Linked DNA regions of Sus scrofa: regions 1, 2, 3 and 5 are each linked to region 4. A link is a contact called in public HiChIP or PLAC-seq and promoter capture Hi-C data. All regions are on one chromosome and are shown on one strand. Each heading gives the region's core, a stretch centred on a gene start, on an enhancer-like site or on the middle of the called end of the contact. The rest is flanking DNA. Distances are from core to core; before and after follow the strand shown.

Region 1 (4,793 bases), core at 2,134-4,633, 470 kb after region 4:
CTTTCCAGTGGCCACTGTCTGCTTCCCAAATGCCCTGCTTATTAAGTCTCATTGTTTTATTTTCCAATTTCCCCTTCAGAAAAAGCTGCTTGTGGGTAGTGTGCTAAAAGTGATTTTGTTAGATTTCTCTCTCTCTCTCTCTCTTTTTTTTTTTTCTTTTTTTACTGGATTACACATTGGGCTGCCACTGACAAAGCAGACATGACAGCAACACCCTGCATTTCTCCACTCACAGAAACTCACAGTCTTTCTGGAAAGACTAAGTCCCACCCATACAAAGATGAGGTGTGCAGGGTTGGAAAAGTGGGACATGAGGAAGGAAGAGGCCGTGGGAGAAAGGTCACTCTTTGAACAGGTTCATCTCAATACATGGTCTGACGAGAGATGAGGTCTCCCGGCTGCGAGGCCAACATGGCGGAAAATGTCTCCAAGGAGAGGCTGCGCCATGACGGCCGTGCCTGGGGAAAGTCTGTGAGGGAGGAAGGGAAATTACTCGAAATGGGGTTCAAGTGAGAAGAAGCCAGAGAAACGGCTGGAGCCTGGTTCAAATAAGCAAGGCTGCTCACCACTTTGCAGGGTTTATTTTGCTTTTAGACAAACGAGCTTTCCTCAGAGAGAAAGGTGATCTGCTTTTTCAGAAGACTGCCCCCTTCCCTCTCGCGCTCAGCCTGACTGGTCCCCCCTCAAGCACTGAGACCTACAGCAGGGTTGACAAGAGTGCAGCGTCCTCCCCCCAGTATTACGGGAATCATATCGGTCCTGCTGTTTTGGGACTTTGTGGCTTCACAAAAAGCACAAGCAAAGAGGATGAAAATGGAGACCGTATCAATACCCACTGGACAAAAGGAAATCACGTTTTGGGTGCCTGAGGGGGAAATAGCCACAAAGTTTTGATGTGATCCTTGCAAGCCCCGAGGGAACAGGGTATCTGCTCTTACGCCCACCCAATGGAAGGTGCCAGGGGAGGAAGAACTTAAGGCAGGAGAGGCGTGGGCAGCCTCATAAAGGCTTTACCTGGGAGCCAGCTATGAGGCAAGAGACTGATTCAAAACGAATTTATTTTTACGATCTTCAAATATAGAATGCAGGAATATAAATGAAAGAATGCCCATGCCTGACTATGGCTCCAAATTAATGTAACATACAGCAGAATCAAACAACACCTTAAATAAAATTCTTCATATTCATCAAATTATGTTTCCCCACAAGAGCCAGTCAAGTTAATGGACATACATCACTTGGTATGTTGAAAAATACTCCTTATGTGATACCACCACATTTAACTGAAATTCTATAAGCCTCACAGCTAGAATAACCATTTCCCACGATTATCCATTGCTTTTGGTTGGAGGAACTCATCCTGCTGGTATCCAAAACCAGCGGCCCGTGTCCGTTCCCTCATCACATCTCCGGCAAAGATCCTACCTCTACCATTAGTCAGAATGTTTTACAGCAAACGATGCTGCATTGCAAGATGCTCCTTCAGCAAGATTTAATACAAGTGATTGCCGTCTTCATTAATGTTGTTGTTGTTGTTAGGAAAATACTGTGGAATGTTCCGAGTGCAGATCGAGAACTCCATGCCCCAGCATGGAGTGGCCTGGAGCAGCAAATCTCCAGGCACCTTTATCCACCCTCTGATTTTCATCTTCCAACATAATAAAAGTGAAATCTAGCAAGAACTGTTTGGCTTTATGATCTGGGAAGATACACTGTTGCTTAATGTTGCATTGCATTCATCTTTTGCCCTTTAGTGCTCTCTACTCCGTGATTCTCCTTTATCCCTACTCAAAAATAGTTGTTCTTTACCCTTGAGCCTGCCGTTTTCTGTCCCAGAGCCCTGAGCGGTATGGCCGGGGAAGAGGGATGACCCCTCTGTGGTTCATTTCACTGCCAGGACCAGTGCCAGTGGCTTGGCTTCTACTTTAATAACGGGAACGTGGGCAGCAGAGACCACATCTGACGAGGCTGCTCAGCCTCAAGGTCTTCCCCATCAGGCAGATGCAACAGAGCTGCCTTTTGCAGTGGAGAACATGAGCTATCTTTTATGCTCTCTTCGTCAAAAAGGAGTCTTGCTGGAAGAAGAGCTTCCCAGTCCATCGGCAGGACAATTCACTACATAACCTGTTCGTGTTTCTCAGAACTGAATTGCGGAACACCGCTCTTCAGGGGCACAGGGACATCATAAAACAGAGTGACACTGCATCAAAGATATGTCCATGGGTCTAGCAGCAAAATAAGTCATGTCAGGAGAGAGCAGCAAGGATTTTTTTTTTCTTCCTCTCAATATTGCCTATGAGCCTAGATCAATGGCATCTTTTCCAATAGAAAGTGCATTTGGTTTCAATTCACTTTCCAAACAGCAGAGACTAACCCTTAGCAAGCTGGAGAACATTAAGCTCCATTGTTCAGGCTGAGGATGACTTACTTGGGTTTACTTGGGTGGCAGGAAGCAGAATGGTCTTTTCGCTGGAGAAGAAAACGCCTGTGGGTAGCAAACCTCATTGCCAAACAGCCTTTCTTTCTTTATATTTTTTTCTTTCTGACAGCAAAGTAAAAGCAAAGAAGCATCTTGTATCATAGCACTGGAAGGGACCTCAAAAAATCGTCTCACTCAGCCACCCCTAGAAGATGTTTGTTTCTTAAATAATTATAGAAACTCCAAGGCATTGTGATTTAATAAGGTCTAAGGGTACCGCAAAGGATTTTATAAATGATTTTCGTTAAGCCCCTTGTGGAGCCTTTTATTATCTTAAATAATGAGAAAATGAATGAGATTCTTTCAAATTTGGCAGCTTTTAAGAATTTAGAGGTTGTTGAGTGGAAAAGGTAGGAACAGGATCCAAGTGGTGCTCTTCTGGCCAAAGAAAAATACCTGTGCCCTGGTTCATGTCTCAAACAACCAGAAACCCACGTTCCATCACTGCAATTACTCAGAAACATGCTGCCAGTTGCATTTTTTTCTCTCTGACTGACAGAAAGGATGGCACATTGGATAGGCTAATACAAGGGAAGAATTCCGACGCACAAAATATCCTAATGAAGGGTCCTCCAGGAAAAAGAAAACAAAAACCACCCAAAGGGCAAATTATGTAATTCTACCCTTGTATTATTTAGAAAAATGGCAATGGCGATGGGGCGGAGGCAGGGGGGGCGGCGCGGATACCATCCACGGTATGTTCCTCGAGCACCTCCAATCAAGGGCTCTAGCCATTTAAAAACATGTTTCCTGGCTTCAGACTGGCTATAAATAAATTTAATAAGCATGGAAAAAAAAAAATCCCTGCATCATTTACAGTTCTCTCGCAACTACTCCAGCTGACAAAAATCCAGTCCAGATGTTTGTTTTGCAAGAACAACAGCAAGAGGGTGAACTTCCATCTCGAGTATGAAAGTCCCAGAAGAGAAGAGGATGAGCTTGAAGAGAAAGGGACTGGCTGGGCTGGCGGGGAGGGTGTGGACAAACCTGGCTTGATATGAATTTCACAGACACTCGGTAATTAATTTATTTTGTGTGGAAGAAAGCCAGTTTATTAGCCTTTCCCCTGTCTCATCACCCGTTTCAAAGCCACAGGGGCTTGGCTGATGAAGCCTGAAATGGTTGTTTCATAACCTTTGCTTTTAAATTAAACAGATGACCTCAGATTTTGGAGCCGTTGTTGACTCAGGGGAAAGTATGCCATTAAAAGTGTGCCAGAAACAGATTTAATTGGTACAAGTCCCAAAAAGTGCTCGAAAGAGCACAGGCTTCCCGAATATAGGTTTCAGGGAAATTACTCAAAGGCCGCACAGCTTTGTCAGAATTTGAGCTGTGGAACAAGGCAGCTGAAAGACTCCGTATCAAAAGGGTAAATTCAATTCAGGAGATATTAATCTGATTACCTAAGCAAGGCCGTGAATCGGATATGCTCCATTGTCCGCTCTCGTTCAACCTGGACAGCTGGAGGAGCCAATGGCTTCCTTTCCCCGACATAGAATTAAGTTTTAAGAGATGATCGGGTTACAGAGACAACGTTTTAAGAAATATTTCATTCAGGAGTGGCATTTACAGTGCTCGTCTGTTGCAAGAGACATTGTTCACTTTACTTCCTTGAGCCACACTGGAGAGCGTGGGGATCAGGGCCTAGGGGCTTGGTGTTTGCGTTTCAGGCTACAATAAACGCCCTCCATGCACCTGCCTGGAGGAAAAACCAGTCCAGCCGCCTCCCAGGACAAAAGGGCCCTGTATTAAGTGCTGAAAACCCAGACGTGAACTGACCCTGGCAAATTCCAGCTAGGAAAAAAAAAAAAAAAAAAAAAAGCAATATTTTCATCCAGTCCAAGAGAAGCTGTCATGGAGGTTTCTGAATTTCCTTTCTCATCCCCACTCAGCCTGAACAACAGACATCACCTCCTTTCTCATGAGTCTCCTCGCCTTTCTAGACTCCTTTCCTAATGGCGAAATGCTTTGCCTGGCGCACCATGACCTGTCCTCTAGTGAGCAACACGCACTTTCCTGCTTTTTGTCCACCAGGCCCTTCCTACTGAAATCTTATTCGGGTTATTACGGACATGCAAATACATCCTCCCAAAGAGACAGCATGACTGACAATGTGTTTTCCATGATGTCCTGAGTACACCCTTCCCACCAACTCCAAGTGAACTTAATGGCAAGAATGTTTATCAGCAGGGAAAAGATCAAGATTATAGTTCCCAGAATTCCCTGGTGGCTCAGTGGGGTAATAATCTGGTGGTGTTACTGCTGTGGCACAGGTTCAATTCCTGGCCTAGGAACTTTGCATTCTACGGATGCA
Region 2 (4,651 bases), core at 1,341-3,840, 260 kb after region 4:
CAGAATGAGGACATACTGATAGACTATACACAGGTATTTCTGTTCTTCTCAGGGGCCCAGGATGGCTAAGAACCGCCCCCTCTTTCATCATTAACATGGTACGAAATGGGCAGAGTGAGTCCCCCAAGGTGGCAGCTCCTATTTCCTTTGCTTTGTCCTAGGTGGACCCATCTTCCTCCATCGTGGCCAGAAGTCCCTCCTCCCTCCTCCTTCTAGCCCTCAGACCTTGCCTTCTGTCTCCTCTTCTTTCCCACCTTCCCATTCAAGTATGTTTCCTCCAGGTTTGGGCTTCTGGTCCCCTCTTCAAACTCTGCTCTCTTTGCATGCCCTTCCTCTCGGCCAGCTTCCTTTACCACTGGAAACCTGCGACCTGAGCCCGAAGCCATCTCCCGAATTGCCCGCATATACTGCCAACTGTTTGCAGAATCTCTCCAGTTGGAGATGCTGAACATTCTACAGTTGTCTCAAATCACACATGTCCAAAACGGATCTCATTAGCCACGCTCTCCCGCTTCCCATGACAAGGGCCTCCTGGTGTCCCTCCCCCATCCTTTCCCCCTCCGTCAATGATCTCACCGGCCACTCAGACATCCCAGTGGAAACCTTAAAGTCACCTCTGACCCCTCCCTATCCCTTCCATCTGTGCCACCGTTGCGCCAGCTCAGGCTCCTAGCCTCGCTCTGCACCTTCAATCCCTCTTATGGGCTCTTCCAGCCTTGGATCGCCCTCCACGTTTCAAATGGGAGACGAGTGTCTACACCCAGACTCTTTGCCGAGGGCTTGCTTTGTGCCCGGAACTGGGCATACCACAGTAAACAGGGCCAGTAGGGTCCCTCTCTTCATGGAGCTCATATCCCAGCTGGGGAGCCAGATGGGAACAAAAGCACAAAACAGACCAGTGAATAAAATACGTCTTTGTTGTAAGAAGTACTCCAAGAGGAATGAAGCAGGGGCTGGGGTGGGAAATAAGGGGTGGCGTGGATATCTCTGCCACCCCCCACATGAAGACCTTCAAAGGCTCCTGAATACCTAGAGGACAAAGTGCAAACTCCTCAGCTTGGCAGGCAAGGCCCTTGCCAATCTGGTCCAATCTCTTCTCAGCTCCTCTTCCACCACCCCCTCCCTCCTGGCTCCCCTCCACCCTATGCTCTGCATCCTATTCATCTCTGAATCCCCAGCCCCTTGTTCCTGGCAAATAAAGGTCTGTGCAGTCAGTGTGTTCTCTTCACGCATTTGTCCCTCTCCCCTTTCTCACGGCTGCCTTTGGTGAAGCATCTTTACCATGGCTCTGTCCCCTGAGTTTCTGTGGCTTCTCACCCTGTTTCTGCCCCAGGTACTTGTAATATTTGACTCTCTCTCTCTTGCTAAATTTCTAAGGCATGGAGGGCAAAGGCGGTCTTCCATTCGGAAAAAAAAAAAAAAAAAAGCCTGGCACACAGTGGGTGCCTGAAACCTGCCAGTTGAATTGACTGCGAAGAGGATGAAGAAAAGGGAAGTGCTTGTTGTCCTTTGTAGACTGTTTCCTGCTAAAACAACTCTAGTGGCCAAAATATTTGATGGAAAGAAGCAGTGTGAAGGCGTCCATTGCCAAATGGACAGCCAGAGGTACACACCTCCTCCTGCTCAAGGAACAGCTTCACAGAGCCTAATTTTGTCACTAGGTCTTTGAACAGATTTTTGCACAATCAAAGCAGAGAACAATGAAGCAGATATGTTCCCGGTGGAAACTGGTGCTCAAAGATTTGCCTGTATCCACAAGAACGGAAGTGTCCCTGGCTTGTAAATTGGTTCTAGGGCTCAGCTCATCCCTTCACAGGGAAGAACCAACTCCTATCTTCTCTGTTATTCCTCCATCCCATTCTTGGAACACCATTTCCGTCCAAGCAACTAGAGTACTTGTTTGGAACTCCCAAGTAGTTTTTCCCTATGACCAGAATAATCTAACACAGGGGTCTGTTGGTTTTTGGCAAATGTCTTCAAAGATCCTGGTTCTTTTGGTGGGGGCGGTAGGGGGGGAAGTGGAGGGAATGAAGCATAACAATTACAGTAAAAAATCTGATTAAAGGTAAGAATAAAAATAAGAGGTAGATTTTCTGAATTTATGTAGGCTCAGTGCCTGCTCTCAGAAAGGTCCTGGGCATGTGCCAATCTGCCCGGCTTTCTCAAATCACTGTTGATTCCTTTGAATTTCACACATGGTCACCTTGTCCTCTTTTCTGTTTTCAGTCTCCCCAGAAAGCACCCCACCCCTGGCCTGAGCATTCCATGCGTCCTCCCTCCTTAGGGAGCATTGCAGCTTTTTTTCTTGACAGCTGTATTTTATTCACTCTGGTTCCATGTCGCCAACCCAACTGTCCTCAGCCAAGCCTCCAAAGGAAATATGATCGACTTGCTGCGTCAGATCACTTGGAAATAGATACGACTGGCTTGGAGTCACTCCATGCGGGGCTGTAAAATTGTTCTCTCTCCTCCTAAGTGGGTTGGGTCAAACCCAAACTGAGGCAAGAGGTTTCCAAGGAACACAGAGCAAAAGACTGTAGTAAGTGGTGGTGATTCAGTCGGTGGCCCTCTCGCTTCTGAGTCAGTATGAACCTTCTCCTGGCAGCAAGTCTGCGGAGGTGGCCTTCAAGAGTCAAACAAAACAGTGAGGTCTTCCACACTGGGGCTCATGAAACTTTCTACAAGAGGAGCAGGGAGGCAGGCTTGGTGTGAAGCTCTTCATTCCAGCCAAGTTCTCGTCTATATTTTTGTGTTTCCAAGATAAATGAAGGTTAGTTAAATTGATTTTGAGATTTGTGTCTCTCATGCACAGCTGGCAGGGTGTCTAGATGTCCCTGGGGCCAATGCCACAAAACACCTTTGAAATTCTCACCTATCTTGTCCCAAGTCTCTTTGACATTTCAAATGGAGTTAGTCTCTTCTTTGAATTAATTGTGCACTGTGTCACTTTGTTCTAATTACCCGAGAGGCTGTCTGGTCTAATGAAAGAGCCTAGAATGGGAATCAGAAGACCAGGGTCGAAGTCCCAGCTAGATCACTCAGTAGCCAACTCCCTTAACATGCTCAATTGCCTCATCTACGAAATGGGAATTGTGATACATGCTTGAAAAACCATAAAGCGACATATCAATACGGGGAGATTTTGGCCTACATCCAGTCCAGTCTTTAAGAAAAGAAGAGGCTAAACAGAATGGGGCAGGATAAGGATTTTTAGGGGGAATATAGGCCCACAGTCCCTGAGCAGGCAACAGCATCCGTCTGGAACTCAAACCTAAAACCCCTGAAACATCAAAGAGAGTCTCCTTCTCTGTGCTCCACAAAGGAGGCCACAGCCTTGTGCTTTCTGCTCTTTTCTTTAAAGTGGGGAGGCCGGGAGGGCGGGGGGGTGGGGTGGGGTGGCGGGGGAGAGAAGGGGAATGAAAATAAAAACTAAACAAAAGTAACAACAATCACTTTTTATGGTCAAAGATGGAGCTAGGAAGAAAAACAAAAGCACACTCTGATTTTTTACAATTCTCATCATCTGGCCCTACTCTACCAAATCCTTTTTTTTTTGTTTTGTTTTTTTTGGCTGCCTTGCGGCATGTGGAGTTCCTGGGCCAGAGATCAGATCCCACCCATCTACTGTTGCCACCTATGCCACAACTGAGACAACAATGGATCCTTTAACCGACCGTGCCAGACCAGGTATCGAATCTGCATCCTGCTGCAGAGATGCCACTGATCCCGCTGCCATAGCAAGAACCCCTACAAAATCTTAAATCTCTTGCCTCACATGGATTCTTCATTCCAACGTCTGTCTCCTTCTCTCAAACACACCATCTAACTCCACCCTTCGCTCTTGGTTAAAATTCTGTCTAACTTGGAATCCCAGCAACCCTCCATCAGCTTCATAAAGCTTCCTTCCCTGCTCCTAAACCACTCTCTGCTCCTTCCCCTGGTTAGGGGCTGTGTGTTTCTCTAAACATTTTGGGTCTTCCCTGCTGACTTTCTTGGGAGGATGGATCATGTATTTCCACCTAGAACCTAAGTTTGCAAATATTCACTGTTTGACCACATGGCTAATCATACATGTCATTTAGAGAAAAGAGTGATCAAGCTGGAAAATAAATAACTTTCTTATTTCTATATGAAGAGCAAGATCTTGGGAGGGTGGCGGGTGAATTACATTGAACAAGAGGGAGATGGATTAATGACTCATAGCTCATGGGGTCAGAGCTTATCTCAATGGTCAAGGATTTCTGGCCGTTATAGTTCTGATGAGCCCTACCCTGGACTGTAAGGGACCCCCTGGGCCTCAAGCCTCAAAATAAGCACAGGGAACTCAGAATTCTTCCCCTGTGTTTGACCTCAGCAGATTGTTTAAATTCTCTAGATCTTGTATTAAAAACAAACAAACAAAAAGGAACAAGATGGGATTCACTCATGACCTGGAAGCACTTGGAAGCGGCTGAGAACAGACAGATCTGTCCAGTGGATTCTGTCTGTGTTGCTTCGGTACAGCTGCTGGGGTCAGATGCCAGCACAGGCATGCTCTTCTGGGAACACATCCTGCCAGGGGTACATGGCCTAAAGGAAGTACCGACATAGAAGACAAGCCTAACATCCTTTCTTAGTGCATCCATAAAACACAGCAAATGCAGGAGGCTTA
Region 3 (4,679 bases), core at 1,367-3,866, 280 kb after region 4:
AATTTGCATCAGGATATAAGGAGCTCTGATGGTTTAGGAATTCACGTTACTTTGAGCTTAGGTGTCCAGTGTCACTGTCCCTATTAAGTCACAATGGCCTATTAAGGACTCCTCTGGGCTCCAACCACATGCAGAAGAAATACTGCCCTGTGCTTGGGAGAAAAATGCATGGGTTTTTTTGGTCATCAGAACTGGAGTCCAAACTCCAGCTCTTCCATTAATCCAGCTCTGTTTTCATGTGACCTGGTCTCATCTTTGCTTTCTCATCAATACCTACCTCCCAGGACTGTTAGAAAATGCAGTCAAATTCTCAGGAAAAATTAATCTGAACGACTCCCTGCAGTTGATGCAAAACAAGTCAAAAGCAGAGTTGGGCCCTCTGTAATCTTTCTGTTTCATATCTGAGGAAAGAAAGATTTCTCTTCTTCTCTTTTTCATTCTGCTTTAAAGGCCCTTCTCTTCCAGGCCCAATAGGCTAAAGTAAACAAGGTCCTTGTTTCATAAATCATATCTGGTTGTGAAAGCTCCTGCTAATGCCTGTACAAATCTGAAAGATAAATGCTGTCCTGGGCAATCTAATATAGAAACTGATCGTGGGCCCTGCCTGGCTCCTAAGTCCCTATTGATGGTATGAATGGCGGTGGCTTTCTTCATGTTAATGCATGTGTCTGGGCTTTTGCTCACGTTGTCTGGAGTCAAAGTCTCGGGGTTAGAAAGTGGAGAACATCCTGAGAGCCAAGGAAGAACCAATCATGTTGTCAGTGGGTGGATGGGACCCCAGCGTTCCCACCTCCTTTTCCTGTCATGAAGTTTATATCTCAAGGGAAAACAGCTGTCCATGCTCAGGCCAACTGGGACGGAGGCCAGCTGTTCCTTCCAGATGCCAAAAGCCAGATGTACAGCCCCTTCTTCTCTCCCACTCCCTAGGCCTCAAGTCTCAAACTTGAGCAAATTTATTTGTAACCCTGCTAAAAATGCATTTTTCCCCCCCATCCCAGAGACTCTGACTCAGTTAGTTCAGGCTGGCGTGGAAATCTGCATTTGAAATAACACCACCTTTACCACCCCCTCTTTCCCCCCCCCCCTCCCCTAGGAAGTTCAGATATAACTGGTCTGAAAATCATACTTGGAACAAGGGTGTCTCCAGTGAAGACACTGGCATGCTGGTAAATGTTTAACAACTAGTTTTAGAGGGGAGAAAGCCTGGTTGGTAGCATGCTGATTTCTGTGATGTAAATAGCCCCATCATGGTCGGGTCAAGCTACCAACACGACATCTTGATCTTGAAGATGGGAAAAGGTGTCTGCAATCAGTCCTTACCACGGCACAGGAACTGGCTTAGCAGGCCACTGGATGGGAGCCTCTGGATGCCTCTGCATGGTGGGTCCCGGGCTCTGGCATAGAAAGGCCACTGTTCAGCCGGCAATGTCACATCCCTTAGTTGAGTTGTTTGTTTGTTTCCCCCTAAATCCTCAGTGCTTTGAATAGTTTGTTTCAGAGGCTGGTTCCCAGAGACCTCTAGGGGTTCCAAAGCAGAAGAGAGGATAGGGCGAGAGCTCCAGGAAAGAAAATACTGTTCGTGTGGGACGTTGGCCTCTGCCACACTGTCAACCTTGTTCAACCCAGCTTTCAGCAGGGAGGCGGTTTGCAAACACCTGCCTCTGCCTCCGTTTGATAAGCTTTCTTGTCGACGTGCATGAACTCGATCCTGCTGACCTGCAGGATGATGAAAAGGCTGAGTGTTGGGGACCTGAGGGGATGAAAGGGGCTTGGAAGAGAACCATGGGGTGGTCATATGACCCAGGGTCGCCAGCGGCTTCAGGCGTCCCCTTTGTCTCCAGGCTCCGGCCCCACGTTGGAAGGTTTTGGTGATTTCCTCCCACCCCCGACTAGGCGAACAGATGTGGTGAGGTCTCCAGTTCCCAGGGCTCTGCACACAACTGCTTGTTGTTTCTCGCCCATAGACTGGGGCCGTGATCACAGACGGAACCAAAGAGCCAATCACTCACCAAAGAACCAAGCAAGCCCAGTCAGGTGTCAGGTCAAACCCCTTCAGTATGTCGGCAGAAAAAAGCTAAACTGAAATAGGCTGAAAAATAACCCCGTCCCTCCTGTCTTGCTCAGAGTCCACTGCAGGAATGCTGAGGGGCCTCAGGAGAGGCAAGGCTGCCGGCTCTCCCACAGGGATAAAATCCTTGTGGATGCTGTGACCATTGGGACAAATGCAGCCTGCTGAGTCTCTCATCCTGATGGCGGTACCACTGGTGTGGGTGAGACCCTACCCACTTCAAGCTTGGAGCTCGAAGGACCCCTCTGCTCTGAAAAGGATGCCTTCCGAGGTCCACTGAGCTTTCACTGCTCATTGGACGAAAAGGAGCGAAGAAAAGCAGTACAAAGCAAAAGGCACAAGAGTTAGCTTCCTCATTCCTCCTGAATTGTTCAACCCTAATTGTCCAAGTAATTTCTCAGAGCCTGGCTTCCTCCCACATTCACATTCTTTCACAAGTGGGGCAAAGAGAAGCATAAAAGACCCTAACTTCCTTCTATAAAGAACTCATCCTATATCTGATCCATCCACGAGAATAAGCCAGTGTCTAATAAGCCACTGTTTCTAGCTGATGCAATAGCCGGCAGCCATGACAGTCTGACTCAAAGACCTGGCACACGCATGTCTTAGGGTGAGTGTGTAGCACATTCACGCCAAATGCTAGAAGCGATGCAACAGCACCCATTTCCCTAAAGGAATGGGTATTTAAAGTGAGGTTTATGGACCCCAAGACCCTGAGAAGATAGCTGCAAGGTCCAAACTACTTTCATCATAACTCCAAGATGTTATTTGCCTTCTTCACCATGTTGACATTTGGGCAAAATTGCTCGTGCCAGACACCATACTGCTGGTCATATTCTTCACTGCCATGAGGTCATGGGACCAAAAAACAAATGAATAAAAAACAACAACAAAAAAAGGCAATCAGTTAAGCCTGCCCAAGCTGAAAGAGTAAAAATTATGAATTTCATGAAATCTTGCCCAAAGTGCGACATCTTTTTACTAAATGTGTGTGGTTAATTGGAAAGTAAGCATTAAGAAAGCACTCTGGTGGATCCTGAAGTACAACAGTTGTTTGGAGAAAAAGCATTTGTGAGAGTGAGTTGCGAGCTGAACTAGCACTTTTATGAAACACCATGTTTACTCGAAAGGACAAAATCGCCACGGTTATGAGGACTTGGTTATTTGACAGCTGTTTTCCCCTAAATGAACCATTTGAATTTGTCACTTCGAGAAAGATAATTGACCGTGCTTGTTGCCAAAATAGAGGCTTTCAAGCAAAAACGAGAGTTTATGAAAACTTGTATCTGCCACCCTTTCTGTACTTGGAGATGTTTCTGATGAGATCAGTGGTGATATTAACAAATGTGAATTTTTAGTTTTCATCAGGAAAGAGATGAAATTCAGATCTGCATTAACTTAGTGAAGCAATATTTTCCAAATGACCATGCAGAGTATTACAAAATCATGCACGGGCAAAAGAGCCATTCAAAGCGCAAGACAGACCAAACAGATTTTAATGTAACTGAGCACAAAGAGTTCATTGACATAGTTTCAGATTCCATACTGCAAGTAACCCTTAATAAACTGCCATTTGTCGGGCTCTGGTATAGTGTCAAAGAAGACTATCCACAATTATCTGAAAAGGCTATTAAAAATATTCCTCCCTTTTCCAGCTACATATCTATGCGAGGCTGGGTTTCCTTTATAAACTTCAACCCAAACAATATTATCACAGCTGATTGAACGCAGAAGCAGATATGAGAATCCAGCTGTTTTCTATTAAGTCAGACATTAAAGAGATTTGCAAAAATGTAAAACACTGTCATTCTTCTCATTAAGTTTTGTCCTATTTTATTGTGGGAAACAATTATTTTTACAGGAAGATTGTGTTATTTCAAATTTTTGAACAAATCTATCAACTTATCAGTTTTTATGAATTCATGTGAATTGATTCATATAAACATATGTTAAATGGATTAAGAAAGAAATATTAAATATTTTTCTGGGATTTTTTTCTTTTTTTTTTTTTGGCTGTGCCTACAACATGTGGAAGTTCGCAGGCGAGGGATTGAATAGCAGCAACCTGGGCCCTTGCAATGACAACGCCCGATCCTTAACCCACTGTGTCACAAGAGACCTCTCTTCTGTTTTAATTTTTGCCCTGGTAGATGATTTAAATATCTATCACCGCAGAGCAAAATATCCCAAAGCCTTGTGGGTTAAAGCAACAGCGATCCCTTGTCACCCCTCAGAGTTGCTGCGGATTTAGGAATCCAGGAGTGGCTTGGCTGGGCTTTTCTGGCTCAGGGTCTCTTGAGAGATTTGGGCCATGAGGCTTGACGAGGGCTGGAGGACCTGCTTTCAAGGTTGCTCACTCACAAGCCTTGCGACTTGTGGCTGGCTCTTGAGAAGGGCCTTCGCTCCTCTTCACATAGTCTCGCCCAGGGTACTCAGAATATGGTGATTCGTTTCCTCCAGAGGAAACAATAGAAGAGACCAAGTAGAAGCCCGTAGTCCCTTTCATGGCCCAGCCTCTGAATTCACACATCCTTACTTGTGCCATTTTCTGTTGGCACGTAGACCAGCCCTGATTCAGGACACAATGGGCATACATGCTGGGAGATAAGGA
Region 4 (4,696 bases), core at 641-3,140:
CCTATTCTGTCCTGAAATCTGGAACTCATTACCTCATCGCTAAGAAACTGCACGAAACCGCTCCCCCCGCCCCAACTCCTCCGAGCCGGGAAGAGAGTGAGCAAACAGCCCTTTAAGAAAGAAACCTACATTTGAATGATTTAAATTAAGGTGGATGGAAGTTATTTCCCCTTCTGGCGCTTGCCAGATTTCAAGAAAAGCTGAAAAATGGGAGCAGCGGGAGGGAAGCAACAAGCGGCTGGACAGAAAAAGTTGGGGCAGCAGCCGGGTTAAAAATGGGGAGCCATCAATTTAAGTCAGAGGGGACAAATAAAAGGGCGGACTGAGGATCACGTAGGTTTGTGGCTGCAGCAAAAGTTTTGTGTTTCGCAAAGATGAAAAACGACAGGTTTCTAAAACAGTTGTGATTTGGAAGGTTTCCGGGTTTGCTCAGAGGCTGACGAATAAATAAGAAATGCAGTAAAAATGTGTGTGTGTGTGTGTGTGTGTGTGTTGGTGGTGGTGTGAGAGTGCGACTCAGGCGCTCTACTCCGCCCGCCCCGTCCTTTCCAAAGAAACGTGCTCATAATGGGGTGACCTAATTACATCGCAATGGAACCCGCTCTTAGCCACTCAGCGCACAGGGTTTCATAACAGACCCGGCCGCCTCGAGTGCTGGGAAGAAACGTGCGAGGGCCAAGGAGGCGTCCGGGCACGCGGGGAAATAGGAAAGAAATGCGGCCCCAAGATTTCCATCACGGTCTTCTCGCCAGCAACCCGTGGGCAGTGGGGCACACGTTGACAACTTTTTATTTGGGTGGGTGAAGGGGCATCTGAACTTAACAGTAAATAAATATATACTTCCCAGTTTTCAAAAGCATAATAATCAATTGGGGCATTTCGGTTTCGAGGATCCCATATCCCCCCTCCTCCCATCCCGCCAAAACAGCTCACTGTGACAAGCCATATGTTCCGTTCCCCTGGGGGCGGGGGAGAAGCAACAATAAGTTAAAAGTGTCGCCTTCCTCCATCTCTTTACCTTTATTTTACCAAAGCAACTTTTTTTTCCTTGTTCAGTGGTTTAGGTGTATGTGTGTGTGTGTGTGCGTGTGTGTGTGTGTGCGCGCGCATGTGTGTTGGTAGGGGTAGTTTCGGCGCGGCCCGTGGTTCAGAGTGCGCGGGGAAAGTTGTGCCTTGCTGGGTGGGTTTTTTTTTTCCCTCCGAGGAGGAGAAGAGGCGCTCATGAGGATTCGGGTTTTCTTTACAAAAACGTTTAAAGATCGATGTGTGAAATAAATACACTCCCAAGCCTGTTAAAACAATCCGCCAGGGCCGTGGTCTTTTCGCTAACAACCCGCCCCCCCCACCCCTCCAGTCCACTCTCGGAGGGTGTCCGCTGCAAAGCGATCGCGGGTGTAGACGCGTGCGGCGGGCTAAATCGCTCTGTGCTCGTCCCCGCCAGGCCAGGGCCTCCTGGGGGGAAAAAAGTCTCCTAATCCTCCTCTCTCAACCCCCATCCCCGCCCCTGAAAAAAAACAAAACCCTAAACTTGAACGCTTTGTGAGCTTCTTATTTTCAATCTCCTCTCCCCGTGGGGTTTGCGGAGGGGAGCCGAGTGCGAAAGAAAACTCGGGGAAAGAGTAAGTTATGCGGGTACTTGGAGAAGTTTCAAGGGAGATCTGCTCAAGATGGAAACCGCAGCCCGGGCGCTAAGGACGGGCTTCTGCTCCAGCTTGCAAAAAGAGAAAGTCGAGCCCGCCTTCCTGCCCGACAAAAAAACAACAACACAACAACAAGAACCCCGAAGAGGGTGGAATGAGTGATGTCACAGAGCCGCGCTCGCAGGCTGACAAAGGGGGGGGCTCCCCTCCTCCCCCCGCGCGGCGCACCGCCCCAGAGAGGGGCGCCTGCAGCGAGGGGTAGCCAAGCGAGCGGAGTCGAAACTTTTCCTCTTTAAGAAAAAAAGTTGTGCGCAGCTCGCAGTGGGTTTTTTTTTTTTTCTTCTTTGCCTTCTTTCCTCGTCTCCCCTCCCCCTTCTTCCTTTTGAAAGTTTCTTTCTTTTTTTTTTTCCCCCGAGTTTGACCGCATGGCTGATTCAACTTCAGTGTCAATCAACTTTTTTTCCTCCTCTTCCTCATTTAAATAAGTTTAAAGCTCCTCCCTCTTCTCCGGCCCACCAAATCTGAAACTTATATAAATTGGGCTTCGCGCGCCGCAGCCGGGGAGAGTCAGAAAGGCGAGGGGCGCCGGGAGCAGGCGTGTGGGACTCCAGACCGGAGAGCCTTCCCCGCACCGGGACCTTCACAACAAACCAGATCCTCGTCCCTGCCCCGTGCGAGCGCCCAGGATGACTACCACCCTTGTGTCTGCCACCATCTTCGACTTGAGCGAAGTTTTATGCAAGGTAAAGTGGGGCGGAGCATTTACTTTTCTAAGCCTTTTTCTTTTTTCTCTTGTCTGCCAAAAGAACCCCCCAAAGTTTAGGTCTGGGAAGACTGGGAAAAAGCGAGGAGAGGCGAGGTAGTTGTTTTTTCCGCCCCATTTCGCCCCCCAGTTTGAAGGAATTTGGCGCTTTCCTTCCCATCCTTTGAATTTCAGCAGCTCCTGGCGGGGATTACATGGGAATCTGGAGTCCAGAGTTTTGAGGGGCGAAGTTTACGTGGGGCTGCCCGGGGGACGCGGGGCATTGACCGGGGCAGTTTTTTTTTTTTTTCTTTTTTTCGGTGATTCATTCGTCCATAACGTGCTGCTTTTGAGCCCGGTTTCGGTAGTGGGCTCGGTTTCCCTGTGAGCGCTCAGGGTGTCGCCGCTGCCGGGCGACACCGCTGCCGGGAGGGGGTTCGAGTCTCTCCAGCCACATTGCCGGACTGCGGCTCGGGAAGTGGGGGTCCGGTGGAGAGGTAAATCTCAGGACAGTGTTTTGCTGGGATGTGTCCCCTTCTGTTCTGGAGAGGCTGGGGATCTGCGAGAAAAAGGCCAAGAGTTGTGATTCAAAGGATGTTGCAAAACGAGTTTGCAGTGGGACTTCAGCTCGCCACAGTTCGGCCAGGCTTCCTCCTGTGATAGCCGATCTCCTGCAGACTTTGGGCGAACGTGGGACTCGCTCACCTTTTTTTTCCCAAGGGACCGCGACTCGTAGATGTAGAGGGAATTGGGCGGGGGGGTACCGACAACGAAACTCCTGTTTGAGTTCAAGGGTCTCCGCGAGGAAGGATATAATAGGGGCCTCCTTAAGCCGTGTAGCTTGCCAGCCGGTGTGGAAAAAGGCAAGTTTTAAATCCCGAGTGTTCCAGGAGTGCGGCTTAAGTGTACACAACAAAAGCCCATGACTTAAATTTTTTTCGCCTCCTCCACAATTTGAAAGAGGGAAGCTGCTAGGCTACTTTTAATTGCTAAAGTGTTTTGCTTTCTTTTAAACACGTCGGGTCATGTTGCTCTCTTTTCCCAGCTTGCTTCTCCAGTCGGCGCAGCTGCCAGGGCCCCCGGGCTGCAGGGTTGGGGTGCAGGGACGCCCTGGAGCTGAAGAGCAACATCAAAAAAGTTTGAATTTCAGCTGCCTTCCCTCCCTGCACTTTCCCAAACTTAAGTTGCCTTGGCGGCCGCGGCACTTCTCCCTTCTCTTCCCGGCTCTCCTGCTCTTTGATCTATTTCTTTCTCTCGCCCCCTCCCCCCCCCCGCAGGACTTTTTAAATGAACCTCATTGTTGGGAACAGGCTCTCAACTTGGTTCCTGTAATCCGCTCCGTGGGGTGGTTGCTGTTACAGATTCCCGATCCCCCGCAGCTGATCCTAAGGGACCAACTTTAGAATTTGCACAATGACACCCACATGGACTGGGAGCCAACTCCCAAACCCCCTGCTAGCACCCTTTCCAAATCTTGGGAACAGTTTGGGCAGGTGAATAGGGTCCCATTGGAACAGAAACCTGCCTGTGGTGCCTCTGCGGGCCACCCCCCCAATCCATTATTGACTGGGAGGCGGGTGGGGGGATTTGGGGCTTTCCTTTTCCTTCCCACCTGCAGCTTTGCGTTAAAGATTAAACGCTGGTGCTCTTATCCAAGCCTGCTCTTGCAGCCAGGAGACTAACTGCAAAGGCATCTTCCCAGTGGAGGGGGTGGGGTGAGCAGTGAATGGTGGGAGAGATTATTGTAGAACTCACCCCTTCTGGGAGCATGGGGCAATGAGTTTTATAATCGGGAATCACATCCCTCTCCCTGCTGCCTACCCCCCCCCCCCACCAGTCAGGGGTTTCTCCTTCCGCCTCTCCCTCTCCCCCTCCCCTCAGCAAAGTAAAGCAAAGGCTGTCAGGAAACCTGTTGCCAAAGGAATGGAACACTTCTGAAGGAGGAAGTTGAAAGTCTTAGCCCAGGTCTTGGGGGAGGGGGGTTGGTTAGGAAGGGGGCGGTCACTTAAGCAGGGACTGATTAAAAGGAGACCTGGCTCATTGTGAGTCTCCAGAGGATAACCTGTTTTTTTTTGGGGGGGGGGCAATGAGAGCTTGTGAGCTGGGTGAGATAATTTTCAACTGAGCAATCTCCTTGGGATGGGAAGAAGTTGGATTTTATGGGTGAAAGTGGCAGTTGTGGGGACAGGATACAAGGGTGTAGTCCAAGGATCAGCATGGAGTAGGTGCATGTGTAAAACACTTTCTCACACAGGCCAGGATTTTTGTGGTTTTCTTGTGCGTGGGGCCAAAGTAAAGCCTCGTGGTGCCTGGT
Region 5 (4,219 bases), core at 215-2,714, 390 kb after region 4:
GTGACAATCTACAAAACTCTCTTAGGTAATGATTCAGACCCCTCTTCTGCTCCAGGCCAAGATGGTCCCTGATGAGTTGGAAATATTCTAATTTCCTGGACCTAGACCACAAGGCGAAGTGACCCTGGAAGAATTTCAGAAGGGCAAGTTCAACACGTCTGCATACTAAAGACTCAACAACTGATATACATGTAACAACAGAAATGTAATTGAACTTGAAAAGCAAGAATTAAGGGGTCATCAGAAACAAGTTTACAAAAGAACACCGGAAGGGAGGAAGGAAGGAGGAAAGAAGGCAGGGAGGGAGGGAGGAGGGGACCACAGGGAAGGGAAGGGGTGGGGAGGGAGGAGGAAGGGAAGGAGGAAGAGAGGGCAGAGAGAGAGAAAGAAAGCTTTATGAATTTAATAATAATTGGTCTCCACCACCTGATTCTGAAGGAAGTCATTTTCTGAACATCCCCTGATATGAACTTTTGAATTCTCCAGCAGAAGGCCAAGTTTCCAATGCTGATCGGATAAAATGCCAAATATCTCTCATCATTATAATCCCAAGATGAGGAAAAAGAGGAAGAACGAATCAATATTCTCAGTTTATTGTCGAGGGGCCCAGAGAAGGGTCAGGCTTGAGAGCCCACCAAGGACTGCACTAGTTAAACTAGATGTCACCCTGATCCCTCCTCTGACACTCGTCTTTCCTTACATCTCCTAAACCATGCAGACAGCTGGGCAGGTAAGAGAACATCAAAGTAAGCTTCCAACTCAATTCTGCCACTACCTCATTCTGTGGCTTCCTTAGGCCTTGTTCCCCATTTGAAAAGTGAAGGCATAGGACTGGAGGGCCACTGCCATCCCTCCCATGTCTCACATGGCCCAACACTACTGTATCTCTGCAGAGACTGGCATTTCCCCCCCCCCCCCCAGCCACAGTACATTTTCTGTCTTTTAAGTTTTACCCAGTGTTGGTCCCTAGGAGTCCCTTGCGGTGTCTGAGGAGACCCGGGGCAGGAATTCAAGCTTTACTGGCCAACAGGAATGCCCACTTCTCCTCACTCCTGCAGAGGAAAGTTAAAGTCAGAATACAAGGGTTCTAGGTGACCTCACTCAGGAAACCCACTGGCATATGCCCTTAGATACAATCCAAAAGGGGTAAAAGATGAAGATCCATGTGGGGAGATTTACTGTGTAAGCCAAACCTACCACAGGGTAAGCTCTCAGTGGGAACATCTAGGAAATAAATGGGTAGCTTTTAAAATAAATGACTAGAACTTCAAGGCTCAGATGTTTTCCACTACCCAAGATTTGCAGTTTCGTGTATATGACCTGGCTCAGCAACTCTCTCCATGACAATGGGTTTCCACAATGTTAGTTGAGGAAATTTTTAAGAAGAGTCAGCAACTCCAAGGAACTTTTCATTCAAGGACACTCAAAATGTTATGTAACTATTATTGCTTATGATCCCGAACAGATGTGGCAAGAAGGTTCTTCGTTTGAGAAATAAGGAACATTTCATAGACATGTCTCAGGGAATAGAGGACATGAACAGAGCCTCCAATAAGCCACTCATAGAACCATCTGGGTTCCCAAAGGGTTACACGTTGTCAGAAGACCTGGGTTTAAAAGATTAGAGAGAAATGTGGAAGATTCATGGAGAAACAAGAGGCCCAACTCGGTCTTGAGTATCAGATTTCCCCAGTGACTCACTGGCCCATTTGCTTACAACGTTTTTGCAGAAGTCTTCTGGAAGCCTGACCAGAATGGAGCAAATCTAGATCTATCAAAATGACTAACACAGATAATAATGTGTGCTTCTGGTTTTTTAAAAAGTTTTACGTTTCAACTTTATCTATCTATTTATTTATTTATGCTTTTTTAAGGGCCATACTCATGGCATATGGAAGTTCCCAGAACAGGGGTCAAATCGGAGCCACAGCTGCTGGCTTACATCACAGCCACAACAATACCAATCTGAGTCACGTTTGCAACCTACACCATAGCTCACTGCAACACCGGATCCTTAACCCGCTGAGCAGGGCCAGGCATCGAACCTGCATCCTCATGGATACTGGTTGGGTTGATTTCTGCTGAGACACAATGGGAACTCCTGAACTTTTTTATATTACCTTTCAGGTCAATTCAGAACGCAGCCTCCTCAAGATGGACCAACATTTAGAAGACTTTGGTAGATCTGATATATTAAACAAGAAAGCTGAATTCATGTTGTGATGCAGCGTAAACGAATCCGACTGGGAACCATGAGGTTGTGGGTTCGATCCCTGGCCTCGCTCAGTGGGTTAAGGAATCCATCATTGCCATGAGCTGTGGTGTAGGTCGGATCCTGCATTGCTGTGGCTCTGGTGTAGGCCGGCAGCTACAGCTCTGATTGGACCCCTAGTCTGGGAACCTCCATATGTCATAGGTGCAGCCCTGAAAAAACAAAAACAAAAACAAAAAACAAGAAAGCAAGTCACAAAGCAGTATGTACACTATGATCTAATTTTTGAAAAAAATTTACATAAGGGTATGCTTAGAAAAGTAGACAGAATTATAAACACTGATATCTTACCTTACCTTACTGAAACGGCATTATAATTTTTTTTTTCTTTTTGGCTATATATTCTATTGGCACATAGAGTAACCTGGATAAATTTTATAAATACAATGTTGAGCAAAAGAAAGTGTTACCAAAGAAAACCTACTATATGATTCTGTTTACATAAAGTTTAAATACAGGCAAAACTCACCTATGCTTGTAGAAATCCAGATGGTGGTTACTTTTGTGTGTGGGGGCGGGGGGGATTAGGGGTAATGACAGAAATGGGGAGCTTCTAGGGTATATTAACATCTTCTTTCTTAATCTGTTCTGGTTACACATGTGTGTTTGCTGAAAAGGTTCATGGAGTTGTACACTTATGATATATATATCTGTGTTACGATTCACTTTTAAAGTTACTTAAATGTAAACCGCATCCAACGAGATCTGCATCCAGAGGGTTCCTCACACATACTGTCAGGAAGTCTAGAGAAATGACTATTACTTTTGGGTGGGGTGAGATATTTCAACGTGCCTTTGTGTGTACATTCATCCCAATTGGATGGTACTGATCACAAGAAGGGGGCTACAGTATTTTCTTAGCTCCATCTCTGATAAAGGGGCTCTGGAACCAGGCTCCTGGAGTGCAGAGAGACAAACACAAGTTTACGTCATGGAAGGGTCTTGATTTGTGCCTATCAGTGTCCTTCACATCTTCCTTGACAACAGTGTATTGATGGAGATTCTAGAAGTCCAAGTTTTCATTTGACTCGGCCTCACTATAAGGCTTGATGAATCAGCCTGGACCAGATGCAGCCACACGGGGAGGTGCACTTCCCACATGGAGCTTGCATTCTTAAAAACAAGCGAAAGTGGCTAAATTTGTTAGAAGAGAGGCTCTGTGAAGGCTGGGACCTCATAACCCCAGAGCCTAATGCAAGTCCTGGCATAGAACACAGGCTCAATAAATATTTTTGACATGAGTGAAAGTATAAATCCACTTTCAGAAAGAAGAAACTGTTCTAGCTCGAGCAGAAGTTACTATGAACGGTAAAGGGAAAGGGAAAAGATGGAGCAAGATGTTATATATTTAGTGACTTGTATCTCTGACTCAAGTAAACCAGGTCAGGGATGAGGGGATTTGTGTTGCTGTAGATTTTTGGTAAAACCACTAAGGAAAAAGCACCATCCAAGAACAATATAATCTAGCCCAGAAATGTCATTTAAAATTTTCTAATATCCACATGAAAAAAAGGTGAAATAAATGTGAATGATAGATTTTGTTTAGTATAGTATATCCAAAACGTTACCATGTCGCCATGTAATCAATACGAAAATGAAGATATTTCACAGTAGTTTCCTTGATACTAAGTCTCTGGAAATCCAACATGTATTTTATATTTACAGTCCATTTCAAGTGCCTAAGAGTCACATGAATCTAGTGATTCTTGAATATGCAGTGCAGGTCTAGGGAAATATCTATTTGGTGGAAGTTCTTTTATAAAAGATGAACAGGGTGTGTGTGTGTGTGTGTGTGTGAGAGAGAGAGAGAGACAGAGAGACAGAGAGAGAGAGAGACAGAGAGAGAGAGAGAGAACCTGTCTTGATGGTATTTAGCATTGGTTTCCATCTATTCCTGAAATCAGCCATGTCCCAGTCTTTCGTTTCTATAGATATGCCAGCATCCCC

The links. Promoter capture Hi-C pulls out the DNA fragments that hold promoters and counts their contacts. HiChIP or PLAC-seq counts read pairs in DNA pulled down with a chosen protein or histone mark.
Region 1: a contact with region 4 is called in a promoter capture Hi-C map of fetal skeletal muscle, with 8 times the contacts expected there. The contact joins the enhancer-like site here to the promoter of ZFP36L1 in region 4. A contact is called at or near these places in 4 of 5 promoter capture datasets (fetal liver, fetal skeletal muscle, liver and 1 more), 4 of 47 Hi-C or Micro-C datasets (embryonic fibroblasts, liver and skeletal muscle) and 2 of 2 datasets of contacts at active chromatin or transcription factors (alveolar macrophages and skeletal muscle).
Region 2: an H3K27ac HiChIP or PLAC-seq map of skeletal muscle shows a contact between it and region 4. The contact joins the enhancer-like site here to the promoter of ZFP36L1 in region 4. A contact is called at or near these places in 3 of 5 promoter capture datasets (fetal skeletal muscle, liver and skeletal muscle), 11 of 47 Hi-C or Micro-C datasets (embryonic fibroblasts, fetal skeletal muscle, fibroblasts and 5 more) and 2 of 2 datasets of contacts at active chromatin or transcription factors (alveolar macrophages and skeletal muscle).
Region 3: a promoter capture Hi-C map of fetal skeletal muscle shows a contact between it and region 4, with 5 times the contacts expected there. The contact joins the enhancer-like site here to the promoter of ZFP36L1 in region 4. A contact is called at or near these places in 2 of 5 promoter capture datasets (fetal liver and fetal skeletal muscle), 4 of 47 Hi-C or Micro-C datasets (alveolar macrophages, embryonic fibroblasts and omental adipose tissue) and 2 of 2 datasets of contacts at active chromatin or transcription factors (alveolar macrophages and skeletal muscle).
Region 5: a promoter capture Hi-C map of fetal skeletal muscle shows a contact between it and region 4, with 5 times the contacts expected there. The contact joins the enhancer-like site here to the promoter of ZFP36L1 in region 4. A contact is called at or near these places in 5 of 5 promoter capture datasets (fetal liver, fetal skeletal muscle, liver and 1 more), 8 of 47 Hi-C or Micro-C datasets (alveolar macrophages, embryonic fibroblasts, fibroblasts and 5 more) and 2 of 2 datasets of contacts at active chromatin or transcription factors (alveolar macrophages and skeletal muscle).

The regions. Positions count from the first base shown.
Region 1 is chr7:92,029,376-92,034,168 of Sscrofa11.1, reverse strand. All of the region lies in intron 9 of RAD51B (DNA repair protein RAD51 homolog 2), which reads right to left. Among named protein-coding and RNA genes, the nearest start is that of RAD51B, 440 kb to the right of the region's middle. Within about 2 kb of position 3,383, at least 26 of the 83 cell types and tissues checked have an H3K27ac peak or open chromatin away from gene starts, as enhancers often do. A contact at or near this core is called in fetal skeletal muscle, liver and skeletal muscle, where this site is marked.
Region 2 is chr7:92,237,365-92,242,015 of Sscrofa11.1, reverse strand. All of the region lies in intron 11 of RAD51B (DNA repair protein RAD51 homolog 2), which reads right to left. Among named protein-coding and RNA genes, the nearest start is that of ZFP36L1, 260 kb to the left of the region's middle. Within about 2 kb of position 2,590, at least 18 of the 83 cell types and tissues checked have an H3K27ac peak or open chromatin away from gene starts, as enhancers often do. A contact at or near this core is called in embryonic fibroblasts, fetal skeletal muscle and skeletal muscle, where this site is marked.
Region 3 is chr7:92,213,483-92,218,161 of Sscrofa11.1, reverse strand. The region is part of intron 11 of RAD51B (DNA repair protein RAD51 homolog 2); the gene reads right to left. Among named protein-coding and RNA genes, the nearest start is that of ZFP36L1, 280 kb to the left of the region's middle. Within about 2 kb of position 2,616, at least 13 of the 83 cell types and tissues checked have an H3K27ac peak or open chromatin away from gene starts, as enhancers often do. A contact at or near this core is called in alveolar macrophages, fetal liver and fetal skeletal muscle, where this site is marked.
Region 4 is chr7:92,493,058-92,497,753 of Sscrofa11.1, reverse strand. ZFP36L1 (mRNA decay activator protein ZFP36L1) reads left to right here and starts at 1,890. Exons shown (of 2, transcript XM_013989124.2): 1 at 1,890-2,383. The coding sequence starts at 2,327.
Region 5 is chr7:92,099,321-92,103,539 of Sscrofa11.1, reverse strand. The region is part of intron 9 of RAD51B (DNA repair protein RAD51 homolog 2); the gene reads right to left. It overlaps LOC106507734 (a long non-coding RNA gene), which reads left to right. Exons shown (of 3, transcript XR_002346146.1): 2 at 1-730; 3 at 2,128-4,219. Among named protein-coding and RNA genes, the nearest start is that of ZFP36L1, 390 kb to the left of the region's middle. Within about 2 kb of position 1,464, at least 18 of the 83 cell types and tissues checked have an H3K27ac peak or open chromatin away from gene starts, as enhancers often do. A contact at or near this core is called in alveolar macrophages, fetal skeletal muscle, mesenteric adipose tissue and 4 more, where this site is marked.